Regions from separate parts of the Gossypium arboreum genome. Here region 1 is linked to region 2. Evidence: chromatin contacts called from public Hi-C data. All regions are on one chromosome and are shown on one strand. The core of a region is the stretch at or near the end of the contact, and the rest is flanking DNA. Distances in the headings are between cores, read along the strand shown. Region 1 holds the start of LOC108458199. Region 2 has its middle 19 kb from the start of LOC128292202.

Region 1 (3,825 bases), core at 672-3,171, 61 kb after region 2:
TTATACAAATGCTAGAGCTATCAAGTTATCACATTTCCAGGTTCGATAAAATCCCATCATGAAACCTCAAATTCAATTTTAAAAGGAGGTGGGATACAAACTTAAGTGTAAAACAGATACATCACCTAATTTTTGAACTGACTGCTTCCGTCTTACACAACCTTCGGCAAATTCCTATGCTCCATATTCGACTTCATGCGTTCTGCTAATAATTAACAGATAAGGAATCACATTCTAAGAATATCAGGAGACGCGCATGCTTAAGAATATCAGGAATCACAAAGGTGAAATCTGTGGCATGCTTAAGATTGAAAAGGGAAGCGAACAATAATTCTCAAATAACCAAATAGGAAGCAACAGAAAAGCATGAAGATACAAATGTAGTTATCCTCTTTTCTCTGTGATGGATAGCCAATTCAAACAATCAATTTATTTACTTAATTTACATGTCCTGGTAAAATTAACAGAAATTTATCAGACCTGGAAAAAGGTTTGAAAGGCAGCTTCCGCCATTCCTGCTCTGGCCTACTCAACGTTTTGGTCAAGTAATACATTATAGAACTTGCAGTGTTAAAAAGATCTTATTCAAACTTCATAAGTTTCGGGTGTGTAATTCAACAATGGTAATCAGAAAAATTAATCTAAGACTAAGAGTTTCCCTTTTCACAATATATTCAACCAATTAATAGGTTTAGAAATAACTAATAATCATTCAGCTTAAGTTTCAGACACCTATTCATCACACCATTTTAAATCCATGTAATTTGTAGAAATCAGAAAACAAAACCGACTAAAACGGTCATCACAACTAATAAACAAGTTCTTGAATGCAAAAAAAAAAAAAAAAAACAAGGGGCATCTGTTTGAGAACCTAATACAAATTCAACCAATCATCAGCCATAGACATAAACATCTTACCTAGCGGAGCATCAACCAGAAACTAGCTTAACAAAAATGCAGATTGCATTAAGTAGTATGAGAGGAACTCTCATGTATTGAGTGGCGTAAATGAGACCAATAAGTTGCCCTTTAAATGACTTTGTACGCCCTGCAGAGAAATCCGAGAAACTCCATCCTCTGGGAGCAAGAAAACGATCCTCATTTAATATTGCCAAAGCATTTGCAAGAAGCAAAAATCCTTCTAATAACGTCCACAAGCCCATTTTCTGCATATTAAAGGGTTTCTATTAATCTTCAACCAACTTCTAAAACTTTTCACACAAAAGCGTAGCCATGAAGATAAAGAAAAATCCATCAATTATGAATCCGGAAAACAAAACAGAAATAACATAAAGATTCTTAAAACGCAGCAGGCATAAGTAACTAAAAAACCGATTACAGCATCTTCAGTTTCAGCTAGAATAAACTTCTAAATGCAAACATAACATCAACGATAATTGAGTTCATTTTGATTTCTAGAACACCAATAAGGTGATTTAGTAAAACCCCATATTCCATAAGCAAGCTATGGAAAAGAGGGTAAACTCAGAAAAGCAGATCAAAGGGATTCCGATGTTGACTAAAAATTAAAACCCATTCGAAAAATAAATACTTTGTTGGATTTAGAGGGACTAGATCCATGGGTTCTTATCTATATATAGAAAACAAAAACATAATAAACAACTTAAAATCTATGGAATTTGAAGGGAAACAAAAAGCAGATCATGATTTCTAAATAAAAAGACCATGTTTAAACATTGAACAATACAAAGCATCAGAATGAAAGAGATTAAAGGGAACATTGAGAAAATAAATAAAGAATTAAAGGTTACATGCAAAAGAAGTGAAGATATGGGTGCTGCAGATTGAGAGAGCTGGTTCCTTCCTTGCAACTGTAAATAGATTCGACATTTAGAAAAGGAAAAGGACCCGTAAATAAATCCGGTTTGAAATGGGTCGGTTCGGATCCATCAAGGCACAAAAGGGTAGTACTTTTAAGACCAAACACCCAAAATGTATTTTCCCCCTACTACCCAAAGCCCAAATGTATGGTTTCTTTTTTATGTACCGATATATTAACCTGTATTTAATGGCACTAAAATAATATTAAAGAAAATTGGAAATAATAAATTATATAAGTAATTCATTAATACAAAAAGGCTTAAATAAAAAATCGGTACTTGTCCATTTCTCCTAAATTGATACTTAAGATTTTTTTTCCTAGGTTAATACCCGAACTTTTTTTTTGTCAACTAAATTAGAACTCGAATGTAATTCGTTCGTTTTTTTATAATGTGGCAACTGGTTAATCGTTAGGCGTCAAGTGGAGTCCTATTTGGCAATGATTGGGTCTTCTTTTTTTTCCTTGGAAAATAAAAATTAAATACTTTTTTTCATTAATTATAATAAAAATTACCTTAAATCATTTCACCCGATTATTTAACATTCTATTCTTTTTATTTTTTTCTACCTATTCATCATTTTCTAATATTTTTGTTAATATTCTTTTAGGGTTTATCCTGATAACACGCCCAATTCCCATAACTAGAGTCGAAGAAGAAAATAAGGAAAAATGGCTTCATCAACCAACAAAAAAATCAAGTGGTCAAATGAGGTTGTGTACTATCATTGTGGGTTAAGAGCTCCTGTTTGCAACGTGAATACTCCACGGAACAAAGGGAGAAAATTATTTAGGTGTGTGAAGTTCAAAAATGTAAAAGTTTGAATTTTAATTGTTGGGTTGAAGGAAATTAGGGTTTGTGCATTGGTTGTGTACTACCATTGTTGTGTGTGCAAAAAAACAAAAGGCTTTGTGATTTTGGTTGAATATTTTGTGTAATTTAGGGTTTAGTGTTTTAACATGTTTTGGAAATAAATTTGAATTATTTTGTTTCAAGTTGGAAATATGTAAATTTTACCTTAGTTACACATATAAGCTCTATTTTTTTTTTTGTTCTATGTGAGAAAGGAAAACTGAGGGTTGTGATTTTTACCAATGGGTTAAATTTAACGGTAACAATATGAATTCAATAGGAGAAGAACAGGGATGCATAATTGATAAAATAATTTTGCAAAATAAGATGTTGTTGACAGAGAATGGGAGATTAAGATTTAAGAACAATGAGCTCAATATAAAAGAAATGCAAAGAATGCGATTAAAGGTAACTCGTTCAAAAGAAAAGATCACATTGTACAAGGCTAATATGTCAAGAAATAACAAAGTAATATTTGCTTATAAGATGTTAATTGTATCATGGATGGTGTTCCGGGTATGTTGCTTATGGATAGTGATTTGTTGTCTATGTATTTGTTGCACTTATGAGTTTTTGTGCCAATATGAGTGAGATTTTTCTCAATTCCTCATATTTTTATTTCACTATAAATACTTAACACTCTCTTTGCTTTTATCCCTTTCTATGCTTTTATCACACTCGCAATGCTTCTGTGTCAAGCTTATAGAAGCTTCTTTCCTTAAGTTGTCTGTTGGTAAGTTCTTAAATTCCTCTTTAAGTTTACCAGATAGAAAGGAGTTGTTGTAAGAGCTATTCAGCAGGGCTTTCATTTGAATACTACATAGGAAGGAAAGTTCCATCCCTAAATTATTTGTACGTTCATTGATTCATGTTATTTCATTAAGTTTTAGTTATTCTTATATTTAAAAGAAGTCATTTGATTATTTTAGCCAAAGATAGGGGAGAAGGTCCTGGTGCTAAAAGGAAAGAACCCATTGAGTAGGAAAGTTCTAAGTGAATATTTCTGGTGAGTTCCTTTATACCTTGAGTCTGTTATTTACATTATTTCATTTAAGTTTAACTACTATATATCTAGGTAAGTGGCTTTAACCCTTGATCATGGTACTTGCATCAAAAGAGACGTGTTTAAAGA
Region 2 (3,784 bases), core at 1,148-3,647:
ATTTTTGCAACTTTTACAATTTTATCCTTTTTACTTAATTAAATGACCAAACAATAAAATTAACATATCAAATTTTTATACAACATTCACTCAACCTTATAAACATTAAATAAATAATAAAACTAACTCACTAGTCAAAATTGTGGTCATGAAACCACTGTTTCTAATACCGCTGAAAACAGGTTGTTACAAAATGAAAGTCATGGCTTAGTATCCATTAATGTTTTAACCCTTGATGTTTAGGGTTTTGTGGTTGGCTTTTATTGTACACTTAGCCCTCTCTATGAAAATTATCCTTTATAACAATATTTCATTATAACAACCAAGTTTATTGTAGAACTGATCTTTTATTTTTTTACCCTATATAACAATTTTTATTTATAACAACAACAATCATAAATTATGAAACACACTCTTTACTAATCTAGATTTCTTTAACAACCTTTTATCTCAAATTTTAGTCAAATTATTTTCTAAAATGAAATAAAATAATAAATTTCGGTTAATATATTATTTCAATAAAATTTTAAATTTTATATCAAAATATATTAATCATATTTCATTAAATGAAAAATAATCTTTAGGGTGTGTTTGAAAAGCCGCCTAGTAATTCGATTTGGGTGCAATTGCTTGTAATTACACACTTGTGGCATGCTTGAGTGACCTTTGTAATTAGTGGGTTCTACTAAATTGAATGTATTTGAAGCACCGAATTACACTTTCCAATTCTACGGGGCCGACGAGAATTGAAGTAATTACAAATAATTACAGTCAAATTCAATTATCTTATGACTTTTCAAACATGAATGTTCATGATTTAAGTTAGAAAAGATATTTTTATACAATACTACTATTTTAATTTTAGGATATATATACATATATTTTAAAATATATTTATATATTATTTTACTAATATGGTTTAAATAATTAGAAATTTCTATTGATGAGAGATAATTTCTCATGCATTTTGACCTACTACATAGTTAACTAAATTACATAGTATTTACTACAAATTATTTATATTAAATTATATGGTATTTATTATTAATTATTTATACTTGGTAAATGATCTATCAATAATAGCAATGAGTATGTGTTTAATATTAAAGAGAGAATAACTCAACAAATATGGAGTGATAGAGTAATTAGATGAAATTACTTATAAGGTTTATTTTTCTTGTTAATTTTACTAGCAATCATATTGTCACATGCTTTTTTTTTAGGACAAATGTATTATATACAATGGTTTGATTTTAAGTTTTGTTACTTATTTAGAGAATTTTTTCTCAAGTATTATTTATAATTTTATAATAATTAATATGTTTTTAAAATTTAGGATTATACAATCGTGTAATTACAATTTATACTACCAAAACATAAGAAAATACTATGTAATTATTGTCTATTAGTGAAACACATTTAGGGATTAGAATTCCTTGTAATAACAAGAGAGTGTAATTATTATTCATCCAATTAACCTATGATGTCCAAATACAAATTGAATTATATTTATAAGTTTTATTAAAAATGAGGTGTAAATCTCATAAATTAGTTATATATATATTATTATAGTTTTGTAATTTAAAATTTTTAACAAAGTTCAGTAAAGTAAACTTCTATCATCATAATCACTTTTTGCCCTTGCGCAAATGGGCTTTCATTTTAGGGGTTTTTCTCCACAAATTTGTGCCTTTAGTTGGGCTTTGGTATTATGTCCTAAACCAGACTTTGATATCTAATGGGCTTCTTAATAGGTGGTTTTTTACTTTTTTGTGTTAGCATTTTTAGTCATGGAGATTCTATACTCTTTGAATAATGATAAAATTACGATTACTGTTAGTGGTGGTAAAGAAAAATACATTTGGACAAACATATTAAAATCAGAAATTAATTCTCATGTTGTTATAGGGAACCAAATGATTATTCAAACCTAACTCCCTAAGTAACACATATGGCCAATAAAATGATTGATAACGACAACATCTAGGGCCACCTTCAATATTCAAAATTATATAGAGAGAGGCTAGAGACAAGATAATGAGCAAGAAGGAAAAAATCCCTTCTTAAGTCCCTTAGTAATTGAGGGTCCCAAAAAACCCTAATTTTGATATGCACTCAATGTCCCACTTGCACAAGGCACACCACATTGAAAGATATAGGGATAGAGAGGGTAGGGTAGGGTAGGGTAGGGGAATGTCCCTTAGCACTAATTGAATTGTCCTTTTATATATATGAAAGACCCTCCTAATTGAGATCCCATGTGCCATTCACAAAACCAACAAATGAGTACCTCTGAATACCTTACCTTATCATTTATAAACCCCTCCCCCTCTCTTTATCATACACTTTATTTTTAGGGTTTGCTCATTTTTTTCCAAGTATTTATATCCAAACATGAATATAAGATATGGTGTATCAGTGATTTTCCAAATAAATAAAAATCTTGAATACCTGTATTTAGCCCTTATACCTAAGCCAAATAACATAATCTTAGAGCTAGCTAGAGTATCATTAAAATCAAAGTGATGACAGCTGAAAGAAAAGATATAATATATATTTAAATGTGTGTGTGACAAGGATCATTTACTATGTTAGTATTAGTGAATTAATATTTTGCTACATCTGGTTCAAATTATGGGGCAGAAGAAGCAATGAAATTTGTTTTTCATCTTAGAAAGAATAATGATATTCCAGTGGATATGTGGTCCAAACTTCATGCATTCAATAAAAAGAATAGTTGTGTACAGATTAGAAGTTGTAGGACCACCAGATGATAATTTCAAATGAATAGAAAGCATAACAATTCAAAATTATAAATAAATTTAATATTGAAATATTACTAAGGCTCAAAACTCTTAATTTGTCGATAGTAATTAGTTTAATTCAACATCTTATATATTTTCTTTATCAATAAATAGTGTTCCTGTCTATTTCACTGTCTGAAACAAATTCTATTCAACTTAAAATAGTATTTAAGTAAAATTAATGATTTCAATTTTCAAACTCAATCCAAATGTATTATCTTATATATTTTTAAAAGAATTAAATATATTTGTATATGCTGGTTGAGTTTTAGTTTCATTAACATCGGTATTGTTGCTAGCGTAAAAGAACATGGATTCAAGTGCGCTGAAGCACATTTTCTTCTTTTTCAAACATTGTTGATTTAAATTCTTATTATAAGATAAAACATACTATTCAAATCACCACAACAGTCTCTCAAAAACCAAGCACAACGTCGAAAGAAGCTGATAATTGGAAAAATAAAGCCTATTAAAACAATATTGTCACTATGAATATAGATAATAATTAAAGAAATATAGAAACCCAAATTCCATATATATATATATATATATATATATTATTAAAGAGTTCATAGGTTTCCATAGTCTGTCTCGGCTTCATCCATTTTACTTCATTATCAATATTCAGACTTTCTTGTCCAAATCAAAAATTTAGCAGAAACCCTACTTCCATATATGAAAGCTTTGAGGCATGGAGGGAGTAAATATTTTTGGTTGGTGGGGTCTTTACAGCATAGCAACATGGAAAAATAAAAAGGGTGCACCTTGCATGTGGTCCACTATGCTTCAATTGTTTGGACAATATCTAGCACCATACATCATGATGATCTGGAGAGGTCAATTGAGAGACCCCTCATATGCTTCTTATTTATTTCTGGAGAAATTATACCCTTTAATGTTGTTGCACACCCCTCATAATTAAATCATACAGATATCCTAAAACTCTATGCCTGCTTAGTGGATATTAAGCACCTCAATCT

What was found. A called contact is a pair of places that touch in the nucleus more often than the background predicts.
Region 1: a Hi-C map of leaf shows a contact between it and region 2, with 2.2 times the contacts expected there. The contact joins the promoter of LOC108458199 here to the enhancer-like site in region 2. A contact is called at or near these places in 3 of 5 Hi-C or Micro-C datasets (all in leaf).

What each region holds. Positions count from the first base shown.
Region 1 is chr4:16,081,367-16,085,191 of ASM2569848v2, forward strand. LOC108458199 reads right to left here and starts at 1,922. Exons shown (of 3, transcript XM_053026578.1): 1 at 1,773-1,922; 2 at 919-1,166; 3 at 1-205. The coding sequence starts at 1,163. The coding sequence ends at 930.
Region 2 is chr4:16,020,169-16,023,952 of ASM2569848v2, forward strand. No RefSeq gene overlaps it. Among protein-coding and RNA genes, the nearest start is that of LOC128292202, 19 kb to the left of the region's middle. Within about 2 kb of position 2,398, at least 2 of the 2 cell types and tissues checked have an H3K27ac peak or open chromatin away from gene starts, as enhancers often do. A contact at or near this core is called in leaf, where this site is marked.